3 separate regions of the Mus musculus genome follow, and all the other regions are linked to region 2. A link is a contact called in public HiChIP or PLAC-seq data. All regions are on one chromosome and are shown on one strand. The core of a region is the stretch at or near the end of the contact, and the rest is flanking DNA. Distances in the headings are between cores, read along the strand shown. Region 1 has its middle 27 kb from the start of Acp7. Region 2 holds the start of Lrfn1 (leucine rich repeat and fibronectin type III domain containing 1). Region 3 has its middle 16 kb from the start of Fbxo27.

What was found. HiChIP or PLAC-seq counts read pairs in DNA pulled down with a chosen protein or histone mark.
Region 1: a contact with region 2 is called in an H3K27ac HiChIP or PLAC-seq map of embryonic stem cells, with 5 read pairs. The contact joins the enhancer-like site here to the promoter of Lrfn1 in region 2. A contact is called at or near these places in 12 of 39 promoter capture datasets (the 3T3-L1 cell line, embryonic stem cells, epiblast stem cells and 5 more), 2 of 484 Hi-C or Micro-C datasets (embryonic stem cells and nephron progenitors), 10 of 115 datasets of contacts at active chromatin or transcription factors (bone marrow-derived macrophages, effector CD8 T cells, embryonic stem cells and 1 more) and 4 of 9 other capture datasets (adipose tissue, embryonic stem cells, liver and 1 more).
Region 3: a contact with region 2 is called in an H3K27ac HiChIP or PLAC-seq map of embryonic stem cells, with 8 read pairs. The contact joins the enhancer-like site here to the promoter of Lrfn1 in region 2. A contact is called at or near these places in 7 of 39 promoter capture datasets (the 3T3-L1 cell line, embryonic stem cells, epiblast stem cells and 4 more), 2 of 484 Hi-C or Micro-C datasets (bone marrow-derived macrophages and nephron progenitors), 10 of 115 datasets of contacts at active chromatin or transcription factors (bone marrow-derived macrophages, effector CD8 T cells, embryonic forebrain and 3 more) and 3 of 9 other capture datasets (adipose tissue, embryonic stem cells and liver).

What each region holds. Positions count from the first base shown.
Region 1 is chr7:28,655,052-28,659,858 of GRCm38.p6, forward strand. No RefSeq gene overlaps it. Among named protein-coding and RNA genes, the nearest start is that of Acp7, 27 kb to the left of the region's middle. Within about 2 kb of position 1,535, at least 9 of the 459 cell types and tissues checked have an H3K27ac peak or open chromatin away from gene starts, as enhancers often do. A contact at or near this core is called in embryonic stem cells, where this site is marked.
Region 2 is chr7:28,449,618-28,454,441 of GRCm38.p6, forward strand. Lrfn1 (leucine rich repeat and fibronectin type III domain containing 1) reads left to right here and starts at 2,621. Exons shown (of 5, transcript NM_001141921.1): 1 at 2,621-2,719.
Region 3 is chr7:28,674,808-28,679,282 of GRCm38.p6, forward strand. No RefSeq gene overlaps it. Among named protein-coding and RNA genes, the nearest start is that of Fbxo27, 16 kb to the right of the region's middle. Within about 2 kb of position 2,529, at least 44 of the 459 cell types and tissues checked have an H3K27ac peak or open chromatin away from gene starts, as enhancers often do. A contact at or near this core is called in effector CD8 T cells, embryonic stem cells and trophoblast stem cells, where this site is marked.

The DNA of each region.
Region 1 (4,807 bases), core at 285-2,784, 200 kb after region 2:
ATGTGGGTGCTGGGAACCAAACCTAGGTCCTTTGCAAGAGCAGCCAGTGCTCTTAATTGCTCTCAATTTTAAAATATATGCATTTGTTGTTTAGTTTTGTTTTGAAACAAACTCTCACTATGTAGCCTTGGCTGACCTGGAAATCATTAAGTAGACCAAGTTGGCCTTGAACTCATAAAGACTGGCCTGCCTCTGCCTCCTGAATGCTGGGATTAATCTCTTCTTTTTAGACAGGACCTCATTATGTATCCCAGGCTGGCTTGGAACTTGAGATCTTTGTCCCAAATGGACTCCTCTGACATGTAAGATAGATGGATAGATAGATGGATAGATGGATGAATAGATAGATAGATAGATAGATCAGACAGACAGATAGGAGATAGACATACCGTACCAGTTCTGCTCCTCTAGAGAACCCTAATGCAGGGAGGATCACAAGTTTGAAGTCAGCCTGGACTACAGAGATCTAAAAACACCCAGACAGGTGCTGGTGAGGCGCTTCAGCTCAGCAACCTGAGTTTAAACCCCAGGGCCCACAAGGTAAAAGAAGAGAACCAACTCTTGCAAGTTGTCCTCTACATCGGCATCTGGGTGCCACGGCACATGAGGCACTAACCAGCTACAGCCTGCACACAAAGCAGTGACTACAGTTGTCATCGTGCTTACCTGTCAGTTCCGTTGTGAAAGGGTTGTTTTTGTGTGTACATGAGTGTGTGCTGCTGGAATTGGAGCCGGGGGCTTCCTGCATACTAGGCAGGGGCTCTACCACTGAGCCACGCCCCCAGCCCCTCACTGGGGGATTCTAGGCAGGGGCTCTACCACTGAGCCACGCCCCCAGCCCATCACTGGGGGATTCCAGGCAGGGGCTCTACCACTGAGCCACGCCCCCAGCCCCTCACTAGTACATTTTAGATATAAGTGCCCTACAGCTGAGCCATGCTCCCATCCCTTAGTTTCATTGTTACCACTGTTAAGTCTCTCTCTCTCTCTCTCTCTCTCTCTCTCTCTCTGTGTGTGTGTGTGTGTGTGTGTGTGTGTGTGTGTGTGGTCACTGAGTCTCTTCAGGTTTCGCTTTTCTCCACAGTCTCTTTTGGAGACAAGGAAGTTGCTGTGTATCTCAGGCTATCCTCCTTAAACTCATTGAAATCCACTTCATCAGCCTGCCAAGTGTTGGAAATTGCAGGCATAGGTTAATCCACGGGGTCCTGAGGCTCTCTGTCAAGGCAAAGGGTTCTCAAAGCAGGGAGCAAACACTCTCAGGGTCCATACATGAAATCAATGGATTGAGTATTGGGGAGTCAATTTCAGTGGGGATCCAGTGTTACAGAAAACCTTATGAGAAAGCCAGAGGAATGCCCAACAATGACTCCCAGTCCTCAGTTTGGAGCAGAGAGTGGAGGATGTCCCATATCCCTTCAGCTATTTTCTCACTGAGCATGAGTGGCCCAGGAATTGGCAACTCCGTTCTAGCCAATGGAATCCATCAGAACCATTCTGGAGGGCCAGGCAGTGCAAGGAGCAGAAGAATGGTGGGTGTGTGGCCTGGAGCGCATCTAGTTAGCAGAGCAGAGGACAAAGGCAACATGGGACACCTGCTGTCCGGGTGCCTGCCACACCCTCATTCTTTGGGATGTGTGGATTGATTGATGGCCTTAACTGAGGGAAGGAGACAATAAGATAATGGGCAGCTGGCAGTGATAGCATCTCTTATTGGGAAATACCCGGGGTTTTAATCACAGGGCCCTAATTTTTTATTTTCATTTATATATTTTTAGGTTTATCCTATTTTTATCTATAAGTGTGCATGTGTTCTATGCCACAAGTGTGAATTCAGGCTTAACTTCTCCAGCCTCTATTTGTTTTTGTTTGTTTTTTGGTTTGGTTTTTTGAGACAGGGTTTCTCTGTGTAGCCCTGGCTGTCCTGGAACTCGCTTTGTAGACCAGGCTGGCCTCGAACTCAAAAATCCAACCACCTCTGCCTCCCAAGTGTTGGAATTAAAGGCCTGTGCCACCATGCCTGGCTTGTTTTTGTTATTGTTGTTATGACAGGATCTCACTGTAGCTCTTGGCTGCCTGGAAATCCCTAGATCAAACTGGCTGTGAACTCACAGAGATCCACCTGCCTCTGTCCTCTCTAGTGCTGGGATTAAAGGCATGTGCCATTCCCCACCCCAGCAATTTTTCTAATCTTTTGAGACAAAGTATCATTCTACACCCAGGCGGGCCTCAAACTTCCGGGATCTGCCGGCCTCCGCTTCCCACACGCTGGGATTACAGGTGTGTGCCATTGTCTCCAACTTGTTTTGTTTTATTTTTTCTTATTACTATGTAGCCAAGGCTCTCTTCAAAGTCACTGGGTAGCCTATGCCGGTCTTGAACTCACACTTCTGCCTCAGTCTCCCAAGGGCTTGGATTACAGGCATGCTCGCTATGACCTTTGATTGTAGGGTCTTGGAGAATAGCGCTGACCCACAGTAAAGATTTTTGGCTCCTTCTCTGTATTAGCCTGTGTATTGGCTAGTTTTTGTGTCAACTTGACACAGCTGGAGTTATCACAGAGAAAGGAGCTTCAGTTGAGGAAATGCCTCCATGAGATCCAACTGTAAGGCATTTTCTCAATTAGTGATCAAGGGGGCAAGGCCCCTTGTGGGTGGGACCATCTCTGGGCTGGTTGTCTTGGGTTCTATAAGAGAGCAGGCTGAGTAAGCCAGTAAAGAACATCCCTCCATGGCCTCTGCATCAGCTCCTGCTTTCTGACCTGCTTGAGTTCCAGTCCTGCATCCTTTGGTGATCAACAGCAGTATGGAAATGTAAGCCGAATAAACCCTTTCCTCCCCAACTTGCTTCTTGGTCATGATGTTTGTGCAGGAGTAGAAACCCTGACTAAGACAAATTGGTACCAGCAGAGTGGGATATTCCTGTGACAACCTGACCATGTTCTGGGGAGGACTGTGGAAGGACTTTGGAACTTTGGGCTTGAAGATCCATCCATTGTTAAGAGCTCTGTCAGATGTTGTGTAGGAGCTTGGAAGATAATGTTGAGAACACTGCAGAAGATGGAGGTCTGGTTTGTGAAATTTCAGAGGGAAAATTAAAGACTCTTTTCAGGGCCATTGCTGTTTTGATTGTGAAGATTCTGTAGTTCTGGTTAGCTGGGGCTGAAGAATCAGCTGTGATTAACAAGATACCAGAACTACTAAAGCAAAAACTTTGCATTACTGGGACTATTGATGCTGGTTAGCTGGAGCTAAGAAATTAGCGGTGATTAAGAAGAGACCAGCATCATTGAGGTGACATCTTCTGGGAAGTGTTTTCTGAGAGCACAGTGGCTGCGTTCCAGATATAGCCAAAGTTGTACCTTGTGCTCTGGCTGGACTTGGTAACGTGTAAGGGTCACCCAGGTGGTACTGGTTTTGAAGGCATGAAGGAGTTGAGCAGAGCAGCTGAGACTTAGCACTGTGAGAGGCCATGGAAGGCCATTGGTGAAAGTGCAGCCTCAGTTGCAATTGATGGCCTAGGACTGAAGGGGTCATGCAGTGTTTTGGAGATGCCAGTACCATGAGATGACCACCAAGAGCAGCAGCAGCAGTGGAGTAGAGGCATCTGGAGCCTAAAGGATGACGCGTGTGCTACAAAGGGCATGGCTGGAGAAGTGACCCAAGCCCTTGGAGGAGCCCAGAAGATCGTGAGTTGGATCCCAGACATTGGACGGTTGGAGATTGATTTTTGCTTTTGATTGTGACTGTGCCCTGATATTTTCCCTCTTGAAGGAAGAAACTGTTTTAGTGATGCCCACAGTTAAGAGACTTTTAATTTAAAAAGACTTTGGATTTTTAAAAGAGATGGATATTTTAAAGAGATTGAAATTTTAAGAATATGTAAAGACTGTGGGACATTTAAAGTTATTTAGACCTTGGGGATGAATAAGAATGTAAGGGTTGAGGCTTACTAGTGATGTGTTTGTGTGTCAAGTTGACAAGGGGTCAGTTGTATTGGCTAGTTTTTGTGTCAACTTGACACAGCTGGAGTTATCACAGAGAAAGGAGCTTCAGTTGAGGAAATGCCTCCATGAGATCCAACTGTAAGGCATTTTCTCAATTAGTGATCAAGGGGGCAAGGCCCCTTGTGGGTGGGACCATCTCTGGGCTGGTTGTCTTGGGTTCTATAAGAGAGCAGGCTGAGTAAGCCAGTAAAGAACATCCCTCCATGGCCTCTGCATCAGCTCCTGCTTTCTGACCTGCTTGAGTTCCAGTCCTGCATCCTTTGGTGATCAACAGCAGTATGGAAATGTAAGCCGAATAAACCCTTTCCTCCCCAACTTGCTTCTTGGTCATGATGTTTGTGCAGGAATAGAAACCCTGACTAAGACAGCCTGCTTTGTGTTGGAATAAGGAAATGCCTGAGAATATGTGTCATATAGAGAAAAATGGGTCTGAGGCTCAGTGAGGAAATCCCACGTGTGAGGACCTCAGTTCAAAGCTCCAGGACTCAGGTAAAGATAAATGTGCTGTTGCAAATCTGTAATCCCAGTGTTCTTGTGATGAGATGGGAGGCAGAGACAGGAAATCCCCAGAAAGCTCATGGGTCAGCTAGCCCAGTATACACAGTATCAGTAACAACAGAGAGATCAGACTAGATGGCAGGTGAGGACCAGCACCCATGGTTATCTTCTGACTTCCCCATGTGTCATGGTATATGTGTACACACACTCATATATGAACAGACAGACACATGATACATACACACCATGCTTAAGGATGTAGCTCAATTGACAGCTTGCCTAGAGTGCCCAAGGCTCTGGGTCCCA
Region 2 (4,824 bases), core at 1,371-3,870:
GCCAGTGAGTGCTCTTAACCGCTGACCATCTCTCCAGCTCCCTACCCGAACTCAGAGATCAGCCTGCCTCTGCCTCCTGAGTGCTGGGATTAAAGGCAGGAGGCACCATCACCTGGCTTTTCTTTCTTTTTAAAATTATTTTGTCCATGTGAGTGTTTTTCCTGCCTGTGTGTCTGCACACTATGTGCATTTCTGGTGCGTGTGGAGGTCAGAAGAAGATGCTAGATCCCCTGGGACTGGAATTACAGACAATTGTAAGCCACCACACATAGGTGCTGGGACTTGAACCTGGGTGCTCTGCAGTGGCAATCAGCACTCTTAACAAATGAGCCATTTCTGTAGCCCTGGTCTACCAGGTTTATGAGACAGAGTCTCTCACTGGGGCCTACGGCTAGCAGATTAGGCTACATGGGGTGGCCGAAAAGCTCCAGGGATCTACTTGTCTCAGCCTCCACAGAGCCTGGGTTGCTGGAGTGAGCCACCATCCCCCTGTGCTGCACAGCAAGCTCTCCACAGGCTCAGAGATCTCCCCAGTCCTTTTCTCCTGCTGTCTCCTCAGCCCTATACTCCCTTGCTCATGTGGAGATGGTGTCTGGAGAGTGTGGGCAGGCAGTCTGAGAGGGGAGACTAGGAGCATCCCCTGCTGCTCATCTGGGTTTGAATTGGACGATTGTCATCTGCATTGGTGAGCTGTCCTGGGGTTGGGGTGAGGGTCTCCCTATGGGGGGGGGGTCCCTAAGTGGAAAGTGTTTGAGACACTACAGATCTGGGGACTACAGTAAGGTAGATACTGAGAATTTTTCCTTTTTTTTTTTTCCGGTTCTTGCCACTGTGAGTTTTATTTTTTTTTGGGGGGGGGGAGTAAGGGTGGACACGGGAGCAGAGGCACCCAGCGCCACGCCTTGGAAAATTGAGGGAATCAAGGACTTGATTCCCGCTCACAGCCCTGCAGAAGGATGCCAGATCTGTCAAGATCAAGAAGAACAAGGATAATGTGAAGTTCAAGGTTCACTGTAGCCTTTACACCCTGGTGGCCACAGACAAGGAGAAGGCAGAGAAGCTGAAACAGTCCCTGTCCCCAGGTTTGGCAGTGAAGGAGCTGAACTGAACCAGATCTTTGCATTTGACTATTAAAAACTCTGAAAAACTCTATATATTTTGAGGGGAGGCCTTGCTGAGTTTGGGAGTTCATGTGTATGTCAGAAAGTGAAGGAACATGGCCTGAGACACCCAGTGGACTCTGAGAAAAGGGCAGGAGGTAGGCTCTGGGGTAGGAGTTAAACACTGAAGGTCCAAACAAGGAATAAGTAAGGTATTCAGGGATCTACAGGAGTGAGAGTGAGGAAGGGGTTGCAGGGGGCTGAAGGCAGCAGGACTGGTTGCTGGGAGTGAGGGGTGGAGTGGGGGTGGGTGAGGTGGGGGTGGGAAGAAACCTACAGCAAATGGTGGCAGAGGTAAACCAAGGAAGGGGTGCTCTGAAAGGGACAGAGGGAAAGTTCCAAGGTTCCCAAGAGTGTTAAAGGAAGACCTGAGGTATCATTGGAGAAATGAGGAAAGTTTAAGGGTTTCCCATAGGGAGAAGAGATGGTTGGCGTTCCTCAGACATTAGCCATGGCATACAATTGCTACTGGTGGACAGGGAACAGTTTAAAGTCCTTGATGGAGGGAAGACATTGCTGGGGTTGGATCAGTTTTTACTCTGGATGGCTATGAAACATGGCGTGGCTCCTCAGGGTTCACCAGTGAATCAAGCTATGGTAGGCTCTTTATGGACACTGACATATAGTCTGAGTCCTCCCTGGATTTCGGGGTGTGGTCTGTGGACCATCTATCTGAGCCTTGGGTATGATTTAGGATGACTGGGAGGTAGGTTGGTATCTGGATCCCCTGGGATGTTGTGATATGACCTGGGGGGTGCTTCTGGAATTAGAGGTATATGGTTTAGGGTTCCTGACAGGGTGTGCCTCCACCCCTGTCTGAAGTCACGAAAAAGAGTAGAACAGTTCCTGGTTCCAGGTGGCTCTCCAACATGGTCTGGGGCTTCAAAGACCCGCACTCTAAGGATGTGATGGAGAGAGCAGGGGTGTGTGTAGGGGGTCCAAGTAGCCGCTGGGGCGTGGTCTAGGGGACAGGGGTGGGGCCGGGGCGGGGGCTGGACCAGGGCGCTCTGCAGTGGAGAGGGGGTCTGCGGCGACCTGGGAGTGCGTGTGGCCGCCCCACCTCCGGTCCGCGCCCCCTCCCCCCCTTGCGGCGGCGACGCGGAGGGCGGAGCGCGGCGGCGCGCGGGAGGGCGGGCGGGAGGCGGGAGGCGGGCGGGAGGCGGCCCCGCGGCACCGCGCCCCCTCCCCCGACCCTCCCCCCACCATGGCGCGGCGCGAGGCGGCGGCGGCGGTGGGGCCGGGCCCCGGGCCCCCTCCCCCGGGCTGGGTGAGCGTGGCCCACGGCGGCCCCGGGGGCTCTTTGGAGGCGGCGGGCGGGGGCGCGGGGACGAGCGTGCCCGTGTGTCCGCGGCGCTGCGGCGGGGCCCGGCGTGCGCCGGCCCGCGGCCCTGTGTGTGCCGGGCGCCCCGCCGGTGTGGCCATCCGGGCGTGTGCGGGGCCGCGGTCGGCCGTGCGTGTGCATGTGTGCATGTGTGCGTGTGTGCGCGCGTGTGTCCCACACACTCCGGGGCGCCGGATCTGGGGGGCTGTGGCGCGCCCGTCCGAGGGGCTGTGTGCAGGTGTGTGCGGGGGCTGCGCGCCCAGGTGTGCGGGGGGTGGGGGGGCCCAGCGGGCCTTTGCGCGCGTGCGGCTGGCAGCGTTGGGGGTCTGTGTCCGGCTGGGTTGGATGTCCATGCGAGGGGCTGCGGTGCCGGGTGTGTTCGCTCGGGTGTGTGTGTATGTGTATGTCTCTGTGTGTGTCCGTGTGTGTGTTGTGTGCGGTTTGGATGTCTCCAAGGGTGTGTGTGTGTGTGTGTGTGTCTGTGTCAGGTATCCTGCTGGGGTGGGGGCTGAGGCTCAGCGCATAGTGGGGCCAGGTCTCCGAATAGATGGGGGGGGGGGGACTTGGCTGATCCCTCGGTACATGTCAACTGGAGGGGGGGGGTCCTCAGTGATCCTTGGGGGAGACGGCCATGTCTTTCTCCTCTTCTCCGTGGTTGGTTGGGGAGGGGGGATGGGAGGCCGGGAGGTGGACAGATGGAGGAATGAGAGGCCGAGGGATGGACAGATGGGCCCTGGGGTGGGGGCTGAGGGTTGGAGAGTGGAGGGTGGGGTTGAAGACCTGGCCCTTCCCACCCCACCCCACCCTAACTCCCCCACCTGCCGGGCATCTGCAGATAGCGCCCCAGTTGCCTATATCTTGATGGTAAGGCTGGGGAAACTCTGGGGGTTCCTGGTGGCAGAATCTTGTTGGAACCCGGCTTTGGGACTCAACCCCTTCCTGATGGAATCCCACCTGCTGAACTATATGACCTTTGGCCCTGGCTTGTGCCCGATTCTTTTTGGAGAAGGGTGTAACAGGGACTGGAAGGGGTGTTAGAATGTATTTGGCCTGGGAAGTAGGTGGGGCAGGAGAGCCAGGGCCATGAGGGATGGGTAGCAGTGACTGAGTGTGAAGCTAGCTGTTCTGTTGACTGCTCTGGGCTTTGGTATTTTGTGTGCATTTACAAGTGTGTTGGTTCCTCATGGGACTGTGGCCTGAGTGTATCTGCCATGGGTGAGCCTCTTAGAGTGCTTACAAAGTGCCAGTGTGCTTGTTCATGGCTTCCTGCTTTGTCAGTGTGTGTTCGTGCCAGGGGTTCTGTGTACATGTGTGAGGCGTGCACTGACTGTGCACGCGTGTGTCTGTTGGTGCTTTATCTGCTCTATGACTACCCAGTGGGAATATGTGAAGTTGCACGAATGTGTTTAGGTGTGTAAGAGTGTGCACCTATGTATCTTTCATTGTGCAGGTGAGTCTTATATGTGTGAGCCACTGTGTGTTGACAAGTGTGCAAAGGCTATATAGACGTAGCTGTCTGGTTGTCTATTAAGGGGCATGTGGGCTTTTCTGTAGCTGTACATCTGTGAGTGTGCAACGGATAGCCTGTGTGTATGTGTATATGAGTGTTGTATGCAGATATGCCAGCCTTGAGGGTGTGTGTCTATCTTGGGAGTCCTTTCCTACTTTAGTCTCTGGGGACCAGGTTCTGTATGTTTAGGCCTGTATCTCTGCAAGATACATGTGTACCTGTGCCTTGGGCACAAGATTGACCCTAATTCTGGGTCTAGTGAGTGTGATCTGTAGCACACCAAGGCGTAGTGTGTGGTCCTGGAACACAAATGTGACTGTCTCCTGGGCTCAGTGTCCTGAAGGGTATGGAGCACCCAGACTGGGCTGGTGTTCCCTGGGCGAGCTCGGGTTCGGACTCACATAGATCGGGATGGATCCCCCAGTGTAAATGTGGACAGAAAGGAGATGGTAGGAACCCTAGTGCTTCTGGACTCTGGATACCACTCATGTCTTTGAAGTTTGGGAGCCCAGATGAAAACTCTTAAGTTCTAAAAGAAAAGATGTCTGGCCCATATTTCTGAGTCTCAAAAAGAGAAGGCTGGGAATTTGAATTCTAGAGCTGCTAAGAAGAGTGGGTAAATTCCATAGTCAGGAGCCAGTGCAGGAGGGATAAGGTTTCAGAGATCCTGAGACCTCAGAGGGCAAAGCTCACATGCAGGACCCTGAGACGCAGTCACTTAAGGTCTAGACATGACTTTTAGATCCCTCTGAGAGTATGATGATCCTACAGCAGGAGGCCTGAGAAAGTAATCGCTGTAAGGATTCCCTTGGCTTAGATGATCTCCAAGGTAG
Region 3 (4,475 bases), core at 1,279-3,778, 230 kb after region 2:
ATTGGTTCTCTCTGATTGTGGGACTGAGAACGTTCCCAAGAATAAACTCACTGAGAAGTCCAATTTCCTTCTAGTTCTAGGCCATAAGATCTTGTAGAGACCTTACCGGTGGCCTCTTTCCCTTTGAACGCAAAAGAAATAATTTGCTAGTGCTCAGTTTGACTCAAAAGGTTTGAACCATCATGTATGTGAGGTGCCCAGTTTAGGGAAGCTCTAATATCTGGCGATCTGTGTCATAAGTTGTAAATGATACGATATCCTAGACAAGGATCCCTTTTTTTTGAGGGAAAAACAAAAAACAAAAAACGAACAAAAACAAATACAGAAGAAAAAAATGTCTTCAAGAAAGCGAAAGTGGAACCTCCGGGGGGGTTCCGTGGGAAGGGCAGGGAGGAGCCACGCCCCATCTATGTAAATCACACCACAGGGGTGATTCTGACCGGATTTCACAGCCCAAGATGCCATACTCCTTGGAAAAAGGAATTAGGGTCTGTTGGGTTTTCTTTAAAAGCTAGGACTTCACCCTGGGTCAGACCTAAGTTCCCATTTTAATTAAACAGAGAGAGCAAGAGGGAAGCGCAAGGCCGTTGCATGAGGCACTCTGGGTTCAGAAGAGTTCTTGCACGGGCCACCCAAACTTGGGTGATCTTCGTTGGAGTCCGGTCAATAGATCAGGAGGGCTTAGTATTAGTCCAAGGGTGCTGAGATTAAGGGTCACCAGAACTCCTGATGCCCGAGGCTAACACCAAGTTCTTGTCTCATGGGTCCTAGAAATGGAACATGTAAATCAACATAGTCAACAGGCGAGTGCAAAAGTAACGCGGGTTTATTGAATGGCGGGGTTGGGGCGGAGCACAGCGGTGGGAGGATGGGGGATAAGGGGTAGGACATATGGGGGTGAGAGGGTGGAGGGACCAAGACAGAGTTCCAGAGAGCCATAGCAAGGTAATGTAAGACCCCCGAAACTGGGAAGACCTAGGCTCAAGTCCCGGGATGAGCTGCCAGGCAGCTCAAATACTCGAGAGAAAACCACACCTGATGCAAATTGCAAGAGGCTTTATTGTCAGCTAGCTGAGGATGAAGTCCATGCGCTGCACAGGGCAGGGGAGTTCGACCCCTAGCGGTCACAATAGGGAGCTTTTAAAGGAAAAGTGAGGAATTGGGAGGAGTTGGGAAGAGTTTGGCTACGGCTCTTCTCTGGCCGGTGTCCTTGGTAAAATTACAAGGCATGAGGAGTAGGGAGTGAGTTGTAGCTCTTCTTTTGTGGAATTTATCTCCGTGTCCTTGGCACAGGGAGCTAAGCAAGCGCCTGGCTAGGTCTTTTTACAATTATCGCATCTCTGGTTGTAAGGTATAAAAACAAAAAGGCTTTTTGCTGGCTATAAAGAACAAAGAGCTTCTTTCTGGCTGTATTTTTAGAGATCAGGGAATACAAGCTTGGGGACCGTTCAGGGGCTGGAGAAACACTTTAAGTCGGGGCCTCACAGTAACAACTCAGGTTACCCGAGCAGTCCAGTAGGGAACATCACAAAAGTGGATTGCTGTTTCTGACTTTTTGTTTGGTGTTTTAAGGAAGGGTTGTGAGGGGCTGAAGAGATGGCTCAGCGGTTAAGAGCATTGGATGCTCTTCCAAAGGACCCGGGTTCAGTTCCCAGCATCCACATGGCAGCCCACAACTGTCTGTAACTTCAATTCCAGGGGAATCTGACACCCTCACAGAGACAGACAGACAGACAGACAGACAAAACATATCTAGATAAGAGTGTGGAAGAGGAAGAGGGACCAAGTGAATGCCAAGCTGCTCACAGTAGGTTGCCTTGTCTCTATTGTTTTTAGGAAGTCAATGTCCTCAGCTACAACAGTCCAAGGTGAGGTCTCAGGGTGCCATCCTGACTGACTGGTCTCAGGGCCGATCTAATTCCTAGTCGCTACCACTAGGGCCGGCAGAGGGGAGCCAGCAAGGGTGCTGTTGACAGAGACCGAGATAGTCTAGCAACAGATTGCAGAGATAGTTTAGCAACTTGGGGATACGCCACCCCCACCCTGTGCACACCTTCACACAATCCCTTCCTGGCAAAGTCCGACCCAATTCTTCCCCAGCAACTCTTGTGTGACTAATTTGCAACCAATCAGATCTAGTACTAGAGAGCATGAGCCCAGGCAGCCTGAATCAGTTCTAGGTCCATGTATATACTAGGAGAGAAGAGCCTCTACTGATCAGCTCCTGCCTAGACATGACTCATCATGCATACGACCAAAATTATAAGACCTACAATCCGCACCTGGAAAAAAGGCAGGCGTCCTGAGGCAAGAAAAACAAACAAACAAACAAACAAACAAAAACATATTTTTAAACCCCCACCCATGCTACACCCCTAGCAAGCCACACCTCTACAGGTCCCACTAGAGAATTTCTAGATTAAAATCTTTTGCAGCCTGCAATCTTTTCTACATTCTTCACTTCCTTAAACAGGAAACGGAGAACAAAGGCGGTAACTCTTGTAAATGATCTAAACTAGTGTCCGTAACCCAGGTGAGTGGGAGGGGCTGAGCTGGGAGGTGGGCCAAGCGGTTATGGAAACACCGCTTGCTCACCACCTGACACTGCGGGTTCAGCCCTTAATCCCTACTTGTATTCCGTTTACATTTGTTCCCAACATAGGCATATAGAAAGTGAGGAATTCAGCTGGCCAATGTGGCCTTTAATCCCAGCACCGAGGAGGCAGAGGCAGGCAGAACTCTGCAAGTTCAAGGCTAGCCTGGTCTACAGAGTCAATTCCAAGACAGCGAGAACCTCTCCCCACCCCCACCCCCACCCCCAAAAGTGGGGACTTGTTCTGTTCTGGCAGGAATAAATGTATTCTAATGAGACCCTTGCGTCTCTCAGTCTGTCAGACCATTAAAAAACACTGGATCCCAGAGAAATGAACATTTCCTCAGGAGTCTCCTTCTGCAAGAAGGGAAAAGCCCTAGGCAGAGCGGAGCCTTGTCTCCATGGAGAGATTCCACCCCCTTCCAGGAAGAGCCTGAAGCACAGGCAAGGCCGTGTCAGCCCCAGCTGCGCCACACCTTGACGAAGACTGCTCAAAAGCGCAGATCTCTGGCCTCTGTTTAAATTTTAATCTCGCTTCAGGGGCCCCAAAACAGTTTCCCTGGGTCACTTGTCCTTCTCCCAAATGTGGCCACACTGAATAAATCTCCTTTTTCGGCTTTATATTAAGAAAAAGGCAGTGGTGGCGCACGCCTTTAATCCCAGCACTTGGGAGGCAGAGACAGGCGGATTTCTGAGTTCGAGGCCAGCCTGGTCTACAAAGTGAGTTCCAGGACAGTCAGGGCTATACAGAGAAACCCTGTCTCAAAAAACAAAAAAACAAAAACAAAAAAGAAAAGAAAAGAAAAATAATAGAACTTGTTAGGAAGAGGACCGAGGGACAGGGTCCCAAGGACCTGTCGTGGAGTACCAATCCGAGAAGACTGCTTGAGCATGCGTTTAAGCCAATAGAAAATCTTTATTAATGGTCTGGTGACTGCGATGGGTGCTCAGGGTCCCAGTGTGGCCCCAAGTCTTTCTCGAGGTAACCTTTTAAGTACAAAACCCATATCCTGGGTTGATCCGCTTCCGTTAACAACAACAGTTAACCAGAAACAGAATTATTTTTTTAAGTTGCAAATAAAAAAAAAATCATCACACACTGAAATTAACCATACCCAAATCTTTAAAAACTGTTTTCGTTCTAAGAAACACTGAGGACATATTATTTCAGCAACACATATCTGTCAATTATATTATAAAACTTTACTATTTTGCCTCAACTGCTTTCAGTCTTGTTTTCATTTGGTCTCTTTTGAGACCGAGTCTCCTGTGCAGCCTTGGCCTGCCTGGGCTATATATCAGTCATTCTGCCTCCAGCATATGTAGCCATACTCTGTTTGTTTCAGATTGTGGAATTCCTCCACACCTGCTGGACCACGGGCTGATTCAGTGGAACTGGAGAGGTTAAAGTGCTGCAAGCCCAGAACCTAGTTATCTTGACCAAACCTTAACATCCACGGCCATTTATGGCCGTCCACCGTGTGACCTAATGTCTCTGTGGCTGTTAGGTAAAGCTTTTGGAATGTAGCACAGAACACTAGCTCCCACCAACCAAAATGCTAAGACTTCAGAGAGCATCTGAGGCCTGTTGCTAAGATTCCTTACTTATCTGAGCTAGGCTCACCTGATATGTCCACCCAGGTATTTTAGAAGTGTCTGGATATATGGGTTTCCTTTTATAAAACTTCATGGAAGATCCAGGTGGTAGTTTGCCTCCCACCTAGCACTTGGGAGGCAGAAGCAGACAGATCTCTGAGTTTAAAGCCAGCCTGGTCCACACAACCGGTTCCAGGACCACCAGGGCTGCAGAGAGAAACCCTGGCAGGAGAGAACATGGTATTAATGGAAAACCTGTATCTGAATCGATGTTCCCGGCCATGGA